Linked DNA regions of Oryctolagus cuniculus: region 1 is linked to region 2. The links are chromatin contacts, called in public Micro-C maps. All regions are on one chromosome and are shown on one strand. Each heading gives the region's core, a stretch centred on a gene start, on an enhancer-like site or on the middle of the called end of the contact. The rest is flanking DNA. Distances are from core to core; before and after follow the strand shown. Region 1 holds the start of B9D1 (B9 domain containing 1). Region 2 has its middle 12 kb from the start of EPN2.

What was found. Hi-C and Micro-C count contacts between places; a contact is called where the count stands out from the background.
Region 1: a contact with region 2 is called in a Micro-C map of ear pinna, with 2.4 times the contacts expected there. The contact joins the promoter of B9D1 here to the enhancer-like site in region 2. A contact is called at or near these places in 2 of 6 Hi-C or Micro-C datasets (ear pinna and psoas muscle).

The regions. Positions count from the first base shown.
Region 1 is chr17:61,498,974-61,505,166 of mOryCun1.1, reverse strand. It overlaps B9D1 (B9 domain containing 1), which reads left to right and starts at 4,278. Exons shown (of 6, transcript XM_070061535.1): 1 at 4,278-4,433; 2 at 4,939-5,007. The coding sequence starts at 4,371.
Region 2 is chr17:61,410,433-61,415,828 of mOryCun1.1, reverse strand. No RefSeq gene overlaps it. Among named protein-coding and RNA genes, the nearest start is that of EPN2, 12 kb to the left of the region's middle. Within about 2 kb of position 3,033, at least 7 of the 8 cell types and tissues checked have an H3K27ac peak or open chromatin away from gene starts, as enhancers often do. A contact at or near this core is called in ear pinna, where this site is marked.

The DNA.
Region 1 (6,193 bases), core at 3,029-5,528, 88 kb before region 2:
CTGGCCAACCACTGACCTGGGCAGGGGAAGTCGGCCGCCCATCCCGCCAGTGCCTGGGTGTCTGTCCTCGCGCTGTAGTCCTGAGAGAGCCCAGAAGCTGAGCAGACACTGAGGTTGACAGTTGCCCAGCCCGGAACATCCCCTGAATGCCTACGCTCACCCTGGGTGTGGGGGTGCAGACTCATATCTGCTCTCTGTCCCTGGAAAGGTCGCAGTCTGTGAGGGAGACAGACGCCACGAATGTCGGGAGATGGCAGCCACACGCCCCTGCTCCTGGCCTCCGCCCTTCCCTGGGTTTTTGGTATCTCCAAGGCTGGGCCCCTACTCCCTGCCAGCCACACTGCCCCTGCCCTCCATGGTCCCGGACACCTCCCTCTGTGCATGGGGGGAAGGGGCAGCTTTGTGGTGCAGTGGATTAAGCTGCCGCATGTGATTCCAGCATCCCATACGAGCACCAGTTCAAGTGCCAACTGCTCCACTTCCAGTCCAGCACCCTGCGAATGCCCTGGGAAAGCAGCGGAAGATGGTCCAAGTACTCATGTCCCTGCCACCCAACGTGGGGGACCCGGATGAAGTTCCAGACTCCTGGCTTTGGCTTGGCCCAGCCCCAGCCATTGTGGCCATTTGGGGAATGAACCAGCGGATCTCTCTCTCTCTCTCTCTCTCTGCCTTTCAAATAAATAAAAATTAAAAAAAAAAAAATCAGGTCATGTCTTCACAATAGTGTACACATCCCATGGAATAAGGCCTGTCACCGAGGCCAGCAAGGCCCTCCTCCTGACACTGAACGGGGATGGAGGAGGGGTCAGTGCGCGGCGGCAGCTTGTTTGTTTGGTTTCCCGTGAGATCCCCCCCCACCGATCTGCATGGGAAGCCTGTGGGAAACGGCTGAAGAGCACGGAGCCCCACGAGCAGTTGGGGTGGGGGAGGTAGAGGTTCTGTTCCGAACCTCCCAGGAGGAGTCCTTGCCCAGGACTGGGTGGGCGGGGTCCAGTGATGAGCCTTCCAGACCTGACCATGAGCATCTACGTTCTCCTACTGGCACCTGCCTCTAGGGTTTCCAGGTGAAGCACAGAATACACAATTAGATTTTAATTTCAGCTAACACTGAATAATTATTTCAGAAACATCAGAGTCGGCACTGTGGTGTAGCAGGTTAAGCCTCTGCCTGAAGCGCTGGCATCCCATGTGGGCATCTGTTCAAGTCCCAGCTGCCCCACTTCTGACCCAGCTCTCTGCTGTGGCTTGGGAAAGCAGTGGATAATGGCCCAAGTACTTGGGCCCCTGCACCCGTGTGGGAGAAATGGAAGAAGCTCCTGGCTTCGGATTGGCCCAGCTCTGGCTGTTGTGGCCATGTGGGGAGTGAACCAGCTGATGGAAGACCTCTTTCTCCTGCCCCCCCCCCCGACTCTGCCTTTCAAAAAATGACAAAGGAGCTGGACTCCAACCACATTGTCTTCACCGTTGAGGCCGTCGCTGCCATGTACTGACCTCTGCCAGGAGGAGGGTCTTATGATCCCCACTTTTCTAGAAACTGACAGAGAGGGTGAAGCAGTCGCCCCAAGGTCACAGCTTGGAGGGCCAGAGTCTGGACAGCTCCCTCTGCTGGCTGGCTCCTGGTAACTGCTGCTCCACCACTACCTCCCTTGAACCTCAGGGGCAAAGAGGGTATGCGCACCCCACCCCCGAGGTAGGGACTGCAGAGGCAGCCCAGGCAACGCCCCCTTCCTAATGAAGATCTGGAAGGGGGCACGTGGGGTTCTTGCTGTGGATGGCAGTGGGCTGTGCTCTCTGCCTCCCCTGAGACAGGAGGCAGAGCAGGGGTCCCCGCAGGGGACGAGACCCTGAGAGGAGAATCCGGGAGCAGCACGCCCACCCTACCCCTGGAGTCTGAGCTCAAGCCCTGCCACAGCTGCCTCCTCTTCCCCCAGCCACCTCCCCCTTGCCTGGTGACGTGGGCCTGGTGGGCATCCTGGGGACAGGGCACTGGGATGGCTAAATTTCCTGGGTTGACACAGAGGAGGTCAGACGCAGCACCATGCGGATGCCAGCCCTGCTGCTATTTGGTAAAGAGCTGGGGGCAGAGAGGAAGAGAGGCTCTCTTAAAGTGATCCCAGTCCCGGGTTGCAGCCACAGGAACCTGGGTCCCCAGCCTGCAGAGTGGGGAGCCCCATGGGATCTGGGGTCAGCCTTTGAAAATCCCAACGGTGGAGCAGTTGGGGGGCTCCCCTTCAGGAGGTCTGGCTGCCTTAGTAGCTTTACTCAGAGGAAGACTTCTCAAGTGGGCTCAGACAGCTGAATGGGAGCTCTCGGGGTGGGGAAGGTAGGGGCTGCTGTGCCAGGTAGCAGAGGAACAGCACGTGCAAACCTGGACGCATGCAGACGTGAGCACTGCCCCCCTCCACGACTTCCAGTGAGAAGCCACGGATGCAGTGCGTCTCGGCATTCCCAGTCCCGTGCCTGATGTGTATAACCACACGTCACTGACACAGCAACCCTCCGGGGGTGACAAGAACACGGACGCTGGGAGGTTGAGTGACTTCCCCCGGGTCACACAGTATTCCACCGCAACTGTGGAGCTGGGGCCCTAGGTCACAGAGCTGAGCTCAGCCTAGGAACGGCCTGTGGCTGGACCCTTGGGAGGGTTAAGACGGCTGTGGAGGAGCTGCCCCTGGCCCTGGCACCACTGGCCAGGCCCGCAGCTCCCTGCGGCCCTGTGCAGCCTGTCTCCCTAGCCTCTGGGCTGCCTTTTCCCGCCCCTTAGCAGCTCTGCTGAGCTCAAGGGTTTGCAGCTGATTTTGGAAAGCTGGGCGCAGAAGCCTGGGCTGGCTGAGGGCGGCATGGGGCCCTACAAGGATGGTAGTTCCTAGTCCCTGAGCCCCGGAGAACAGCCTCCCTGGCCAGCTGCTCTCCAGCACGCGACAGGAGCCTGCGGGGGACAGGGGTGGCTGCTGACACTGCTAGGCCGGAGTCCGCCCCCAGCACTACCCCGCCCTGACGGCACCGTCTCACCCACCTCGTGGGCCCTCCCCAAGCCCAGTGGGTCCCAGATCCCACTGTGCCGGAAACTTCTTCGAGGGAAGCACCAGAGAGGTGGGCAGGGGACGAGTGAGGTGGGAGCAGGGAGTGTAGAGGGAGGCTGGGAGAGCCCTGGCACAGATGCACCCCACAGCAGCCTGGGCGGAGGGCCTCTTCCACCCCTCTGCAGACCCCTGCACCCCGCTGGCTCACCTGAACTGGGGTGAGCATTCCCGCAGGCCCCGAGCAGCCCCTGACACCCCCTCCCTGGAAGTTCCTCCCAATGCCACTGGACTTGGCCGCTAGCCCTGGTCGCCCTTTGCCCACACTTGGGCTTGTTGGTCCCTGGGGGCCACCCCCGAGCTCCCGGCCCCTTGATGTCCTGTTTGATGTGGGTTGGAAACTGCTAGGAGCCCCCAGCCGTTTGCAGGCGTGCCCGATCACAGGAGGAAAGAGGAGGGTGGGGCCGGCGGGAGAGCGCATTTGAACTGGACAGAATGGGGTGAGGGGTGGAGGGAGGCCCTGGCCCGTGCTCCCAGTGCTGTGCTCCGGCCCCCAGCCCTTCGGGCCAGCTCAACGAGCAATTCTCAGTGAGCGTGAAGAGGAAGCGGACCCGCGTGGCAACAGAAGCTGTGGCCTGCCGGGTCAGCCGGGGACTGACTCCCCTTTGAACAAGCGGCCCCGACAACGCCATGGCTCTGGCCAGCGAGTCCCCCAGCCCCGAGCGAGCGTGGGGCGGCGGGAGTGCCAGAGGCTACCCCTCCGTGGGCCTCAGTTTCCCCACTCCCACGGAGCAGCAGTGCCTTCGATGCGTGGATTCTCGAGGTCCCCAAGTTTAACAAGCTCCGGGCCAAGGCTCTCCGAAGTCCCCAAGGCGCTGCTGGGCCCCAGCTGGGGGGACCCTCCCGGCCCCCCGGCCCGGCTCTCCGTCGTCTCCCGGCAGGGCCGCACGACATCTAGTGGCCGGGGGAGTGGGGTACTTATTTAACACTTGCTTATCCTCAAGACCCGGCTCTTTCCCGCCTCCGCACTCCGCTGGAGGGGGGGGGGGCAGGGCCGAGTCGGAGTGAACGCACGTCCCCTAAGGCGGTAACCTGATCGATGGCCGAGCTGGGCGCCCCAAGGCCTGGAAGGACCAGGGTGCCACCGAGGAGCCGCGCCCCATTTGGCCCGGCCCCCGGGCTGCTCCCGCCCCCGCTGATTGCGCCTGCGCGCTGCCACTCACTCGCTGGCTTCCGCGAAGGCGGTGCTGGCAGGAAGCGTGTCCCGCGCGCCACGCCGTCAGTATCCACGGCAACCGCGGCGCCTCTTAGATCCCGCGCGCGCGTGGACCGAGTGGGTCTCCCCCGGCCATGGCGGCTGCGAGTCCCAGCGTCTTCCTGCTCATGGTCAACGGGCAGGTGGAGAGCGCCCAGGTGAGCAGCCGTGGACCCCAGAGGCGCTGCGCTCGCTCAGGCGAGGGGAGGGGATCCGGCGCTGGAGAGGCGTGGCGCGAGGCTGCCGCCGCACGAGGCGCGGACTCGGGCCCGAGGGTCGCGTCGCCTTGGTGGGGGCACCGCGGGAGTCTCCCGGGGGCGTAAAGGCGCGGAGCGGGGCTCGCGGGACCCCCGAGCTCGGGCTGGGAGCGGGATGCTTTGCTCACTGGGCGGAGTGACCAGGGAGGGCGGGGCTGGGTCCCGCCGAGCTCCCCGCCTCGCCCCACCATAAGGGACCGCCTACTACAGGTAAATAAACAGGCGTCCCCCAGCCCCCACCAGGCTGCCCCTTTCTCCAGGGACAGTGACCCAGGCTCTGCTGTCCAGGCCTGCCTCAGCCCGGGCTGTCCACGGGCACAGGCTCCCGGCCCCAGCCCCCGCCGGGGCTGGCCCCACTGCACCGCCAGGTCCCCCGCCGACCGCCCCGTGTGCTCTCTCTCCACAGTTTCCGGAGTATGACGACCTGTACTGTAAGTACTGCTTTGTGTACGGCCAGGACTGGGCCCCCACTGCGGTAAGCTGGGCTCCGGGGTGACGGGCGGGCTCTCTGCGGGCGGCCCCCACACCCTGCTACTCCCCTTCAGAGAGGGCCAGAGCAGGAGTGTGTTCCTGGGGGAGGTGAAGTCGGGCCCCTTGGTCCCCCCGGGCGTGTCCTTAGTGACATCATCGAGTCTCCCTTGAGGAACCAAGAGGAAGCCTGGGGCCGGGTGAGCGGCCGGGGGAGGCCTGCGGGAGGGTGGCTTTGGAGAGGAGACCCGAAGGCGGTGAGGGAACGAACCGTGGAGGAATCTGTAGGCAGAAGGAGCAGGGTGTGCAAAGGCCCTGGGGCACGTCTGAGGAACAGTGAGGAGGCTAGCTCGGCCAGGGAACGGAGCGAGCGAGAAGAGTCGCCAGAGAGGAAGCCAGGAGGCCTAGGGGGCAGATTCTGTAAGACTTGGTAGGGCAGAGTAAGGACCAGGGCCTTCACTCAGGGAGGTAGTCCCCCACCAGAGAGCTGTGAACCCACAAGAGAGGGATCTGAGCCCTCTGGGGGCCGGCGCTCTGGCGTAGCAGGTGAAGCGTCCACCTGCAGCACCAGCATGCCCTATGAGTGACACTGTGTCCCGGCTGCTCCTCTTCCCATCCGGCTCTCTGCTGTGGCCTGGGAAAGCAGTGGAGGATGGCTCAAGTACATGGGCCCCTGCACCAGCATGGGAGACCCAGAGGAAGCTCCTGGCTCCTGGCTTCAGATCAGCCCAGCTCCAGCCGTTGCTGCCATCTGGGGCGTGAACCAACAGACAGAAGCCCTCTCTCTCTCCCTCTCCCTCTCCCTCTCTCTCCCCCTCTCTCCCCCTCTCTCCCCTCTCTCCCCCTCTCCCGCTCTCCCCCTCTCCCCCTCTCCCCCTCTCCCTCTCTCCCTCTCTCCCTCCCTCCTTGTCTGTCTGTAACTCTGCTTTCCCCAGTAGATAAATAAATAGCCAACCCCTCGCCCGGCTTCTCTGCTGAGGGCCGGCTGTGTGGGGGCAAGGGTGGGCACAGCAGGACGGGCACTGTTACAGCGACACGGGCGAGAGAGGGCAGAGGCCGAGCTCTGGTGCTCTGTGCCGGGCAGGTGTGACCGGGCGGGTGACCAGGTGAGGGCGCTTCCCAGCAGCTTCTGCGGGCAGCACCCGCCCCAGGTGGCCGCTCTTCCCTCCTGCTGCCTGCGGGGAGGGGCGGGT
Region 2 (5,396 bases), core at 1,784-4,283:
AACTTTCACAAGGACCAGGGGGAAGGCCCCCTCATTATCCCACAAGAAGGCAAGTTACAGTGGACCAGGGTCAGAAATGGGCCAGTAGGTGGCAGACTGGGGGTCTGTGCTCTGACCCAGCCCTCCGGGGTGTGGGCATTGCACTGAGAAAGGGACAGCCCGCAGGCAGCGTTCAACCTGCTCACAGGGCGGGCATTACGCAGAGCCGAGCAGGTGCTGGGATTTGAATCTTGGCCCCCTGTGGCGGGGGCCTGGAAGAGGTGCTCCAGTCTTTGTCAGGGATTAGGACCCAGATGGAAGCCAGTGAAGTGAGGCCCTTCTGCGGGCGCCTGCTTCCACAGAGGGAGGCAGCACGAGGCCCTCACCAGAGCTGAGCAGGTGCCGACGCCGCCCTGTTGGACTTCCCAGCACCCTGCGCTGTGAGTCGAGAAGTCTCAGGGCTTTGTAAAATCACAGGTCTCAGGCATCCAGTTAGAGCAGCACAGGTGCGGCTCGCCACAGCCCACAGGGGAGCAAGCTCAGACCCGAGGGAGGCGACAGCCCGTTTCCTCTCCCGGCCCAGGTGATCCCCCCGGTTCTTGACACAAGTCACACCCAAGCTGCCCCTGTTCACCCTTAGGGTTCACAGGCGGTGCTGGAGAGGGAACTGGTGCCTGGAGCCCTCCAGGAGCTGAGCGGCTGGCACTGGGCAATGACAGGAGGTGTGCACAAAGCCGGAGGAAGCCTGGGTTCTACCCCAGTGCCCCTACCTCCTAGCTATGGGGCCTTGATCGAGGTCTGGCCCCGTGCCTCAGTGTCCCCACTGGCTCACAGGTGGGAAGACTCAGGGAGTCCCATGCTCACTATAGGATGGAGAGCCCCCCAGGGATGCAGCGGCTCTGCTGTGCCAGCTGTCCCACCATGTGCTCCTGCAAGGGGAGAGAGAGAGAATGCTACACCTGCAAGATCTCTGCAGAGAAAAGTGGGGCCTCCCTCCAAAGTCAAACCAGGGCCGGCGCTGGTGTAGTAGTAGCTTAAACCTCAGCCTGCAGCACCAGCATCCCATATGGGCACTGGTTCGAGTCCTGGCTGCTCCTCTTCCTATCCAGCTCTCTGCTAATGCACCTGGGAAAGCAGTGGAAGATGGCCCAAGTGCTTGGACCCCTGAACCCATGTAGGAGACCCGGAAGAAGCTCCTGGATCCTGGCTTCAGATCGGCGCAGCTCTGGCCATTGTGGCCATCTGGGGAGTGAACCAGTGGATGGAAGACTTCTCTTTCTGCTTCTAAAATAAATAAATCTTAAAAAAAAAAAAGTCAAACCCTGCCCTTGCTCAAAAACTTGCAGCGCCACCCGGCTCCCCATGACCACGAGGCAGTCTGAGCAACACCCCACCCCCGCTGGAGGCCACTGGGCGCTGACCCCACCAGCATCTCCGGTGACACCATCCCTCAGTCTCTCCTTGCTCCTGTTCCTGGTCTGCACACCACGACTGAACACCCTTGCCCTCGGCCTGCTGGGGATGCCCCGGGTCATCTTTCAAGGTCAAGGGGGAGAGGAATGTCTGAGAAGTCGCTTGGCCACCCAGGCAGAAGTGGTCACTCTCCCTGTAAGATCCTTAGGTCACAGCACTAACCACACTGCCTGGAGTCAGCTGTCCCCACTTCTCCCACTAGGCAAGGACTCACGCGCCACACCCACATGCCCAGTGCCCAGTCTCCCTCGGCTGGACAGAGGCTGAACCAACAAACATCTTCATTGGGTGCCCCCCGAGTAGCTTTAGGGGCGCAGCCAGTGAAGGGGCTTTGAGTGAGCAGCTGGGGGACGGTGTGGGACCGTCCTCAGGGCTAGCCCCTCCCTGCCACCTCCGCCAAGCCCAGTGGTCCAGGAGGGGCTGCAGTCGGGACAGCTGCGTGTCTCCTGTGGGGCACGGCCAGCAGGCTCCATCAGGTCACGAGTGAGTGAGTGCCTCTGTCACCCTGAGGGAGTGAATGGGTGAGGGCTGTGACTCGCCAAGTCCCTGGGGCAGCCCCTGTCCCTGTCTGAACCTGCCAGCCTTTGCCCCCACCCCCACCCCCACGGGGGGAATCCCGGTGGCCGGTGAGGAAGCCACAGGGCGTGGGCTCAGTGCCCAGGCAGGAACCACAGGGCCCCCCGGGGAAACCACATCACGGCCACCGCGGCCTCCACCGCCCCACATTGATTTCCGCTGCCTCCCCCCGCGGTTGGGGGTGGGGGCAGGGTCTCTCAGTCACACTGGCTGCGGCCTGTCCCGGGTGGCCGCTCCCTGTGCAGCGGCGGCTCCGCTCTCGGAAGCCACCGGCGCTGCGCAGCGCCACCACTGTGACCTGCGGCTCAGCACCTCACCCCGCTGTGGGGGTCCCAGCGCCCCTCCCAGGGCCTCCGCCTCGTCCCACCCCCAGGCTCTTGCACCGCTGTTCCTCCAGGGGGCGCCCCGGACCACTCCTCCCTCAGGCTCCCAGCGGCTCCCCACGCCCCCGCCTCAGGGCACGGCGGAGGCCCCCTGGGCGCCCTTTCCCTTTTCGCGGGGCCCAGGTAGTGAGGCGCTACGCCCACGGCACGGGGATCTGGCTGGCACACTGTAAGTGCCACGACCCCGTCCTCTCCGTCTCCCCCACAGCTGTCTCTCTCGGCCGTGGGGCGCGGGTGCCCAGCCCCTCCATTCCGCAGCCCCCTCGCTCCGAGTCCCGGACGCGGCGGCCAGGCGGGGTCTCCGGCCGGGGGCCGAGCCGCGCTGCCGGAAGGAGGCGGGGGCGGGGCGGCCTCCGGCATTTCCTGAGGCCTGGCAGGAAATGCTTGGGGCGGGATCGGGCGCGGCCGACCCGGGAGGGAGCGGCCCACGGGGTCCGGGCGCCGCACCCCGGCCCCAGAGATGCCGGAGGAGGCAAGTGGGCGGCTCCGGGGTACCGCTGCCCGCCGCTCCCTCCGCGGCCCCGCCATGCTGCGGCCCCTCAGCCGGGGCGGGGTCGCGCGCTGCGGGCGGGGCCCGGCGCACGCGCACTTCAGGTCCGTCTCGCCGCCGGGTTACCTCGGCGGGGGTGGGGCCTGACCGAGCCCCGCCCTCCGCACGCGCACTTCAGGTCAGTGCCCGCCGCCCGGGCTACCTCAGCGGGGCGGGGGTCACGCGCCGCGGGCGGGGCCTGGACGAGCCCCGCCCTCCGCGCATGCGCACGCCAGGGCGGCCTCGCCGCCTACCCGGGTTAGCTCAGCGCTGGCGCGGGCCGGGCGACGGACAGCTGGCGATGTGTCGCAGGGGCCCGTTTCCCACGAGGACACCGAGGCCCCGGGAAGGGCCGGGGCGCTCCCGTTTGTGGACGTGCGTGTTGGCTGCCTGTCCCTGCCTCGGAGTCCGTCTTTGGCCGGATTCGGCCTCGCCCGAGTGCGAATGCTGCGGGCTCCCCGGACGAGGCGTGGGGCTCCACGGCCTGCCCCGGGGGCTGCGGTGGGAGTTCGCGAGTGGGTCCCGCGTTAGGTCGCCGTGCCTGGCGCGCGCTGTGGCCGCGGAGACACGCCTCGCCCCTCCCCTCCCCCTGCCCAGCCTTTCCCTTTCGGAACTGTAGCCTTTAGCCATGTTCTGTCGTCTTTAGAATGTGTTTGGCTGCAGGAAATAGAAGACGGGTCGCAATAGTGTAGACAAGTAGAGGTTTATTTTCCCGTGTTAACGGAGCCTGGAGATAAGCCGTGGGCGGCGTTCATTGGCTTTTCCCTCTGTTGTGCGGAATAGCTGCCGCTGCTCCTGGCATTGCGGCTGTGTCCGTGTTTAAGACGGGAAGAGGCGTGGTTAAGTCTTGGGAACTGTGATCCAATGCTCAGAACTGCGTGCCGAGGCCTCTCCTAGCTACGTTGGAAGGCTGAGAAGCAGGCTTGGGAGAGGCAGGCGGGGCAGCCGCCCCTGGTGACTGCCACACTTGACCCTCGACGCCCCTCCAGCCCCACTGCTGCCCTGACGCCGCCCTCCCCACCGGCCTCTGACCCTGTCCAGCCGGAGGCCGCCACGTTGGCTTCTCTTTGGGAATCGGAAGCTGGACGCTGGGCAGTGGCCTGTCGACCCGGGGCAGGGCTGCCCCCTTAGATGGGCCATGGCCCTGCTGGTGTCGTGCGCCCGGTTAGTTCACACGCGTGCGCGTTTCCCGCCCGGCCCTTGATGGTGTGGAAACCCTCCACGAATGTATCTCTGTGGCCGGCAGGAACCTGTTCTGGCTCTGCAGGATCTCCTCTTTGACTTTGGTGTTGCGCAGCGTCGCTGAGACACGTTCACAGGTGGATTTTTGTAAGATGTCCTTATTTGAGAGTGACGTAGAGGAAGAGACGGGGAGGAGTGAGTCAGTCCTCCATCCGCTGGTGCACTTCCCAAAGCCCGTGGGCTCCTCTTAGCTGCCGCCACGCCGCGCCGTGGACCGACGCTGAGAGAGGGAGGGCCCTGTCCCTCCCCGAGAGCGTGGCCAGGGCGGCAGGGACCACGTCCTTGCGGGAGGGGTCCCCGGGTGGCTGGGGCGCGCCATGGGGAGAGGCAGCGTGAGCACGTCCTCCGCTCTCTTTTTCATAAAGCCCCCCGAGTTCCATCTTGGGGCTCCGCTCTGATGACCTCACCGAATCCTAACGGCTGCGGCGTCCGCCCAGGCACCGCCCTGAGGCTCCCACGGCTCCCTGCGGACCCGGAGCTTCTCCCGGGTTCCGCCCGCCCACGCGCTCCTTGGGGCGGCTGCGCACCGGCAGCGCCCTCTGCCGGCGGCTCCTGGGTGCTGGCGCAGCCTCTGTGCTCGGCCCCAGGTTCCCGTGGAGGACCCGGTGGGGGCACAGAGGCCCAGAGCAAGACCCGAATCCCGGGAAGCGCATCATTTAGGGGGATGCCTAGGCCGTGGGGCCACAGACTCTGGTTCTCGCCTCGCTGTGAGTCTTCCCCTAGCCCCTCCACCACGCCCCCTGGTGGCCGCAAGGAGGAAGCGCAACGAGGAGGCACTGTGCATTGGGCGGGCTGGAGAGCAGAGCACAGGTGGCAGGTGCACAGGCCTGGAGGCTGGCGTGCTCCTGGGGGTGGGGGATCCGTGAGGAGGCCAGTGTGGCTGCAGCGGGCCAGGGATCAGGGGTCAGGATGGAGAAAGCCCGGGCTGCCGATCAGAGTGACGATGCATTCCTCTGTGGCCAGTCTTCACTGAGTTCGTACTTGTCTCTGTTTGGCTTCCCTTCGGACACACCCAGGGCTGAGAACCTGGGTGCAGAGAGTTTCTTTGGAAGCACGGATGGGGACCTGGGGAGATGGGGAAGGCGACAAGCAAAGGGGTCACCGTGCAGCAGCTGGCGCTCAGTGCCTCCTTTAAACAAGGTCCGTCACGATGTAAAATGTTCAAATACGATTAAAACAGGCGCTGAAGCAGCCTTCCCGCCGAAGTCCTCTGG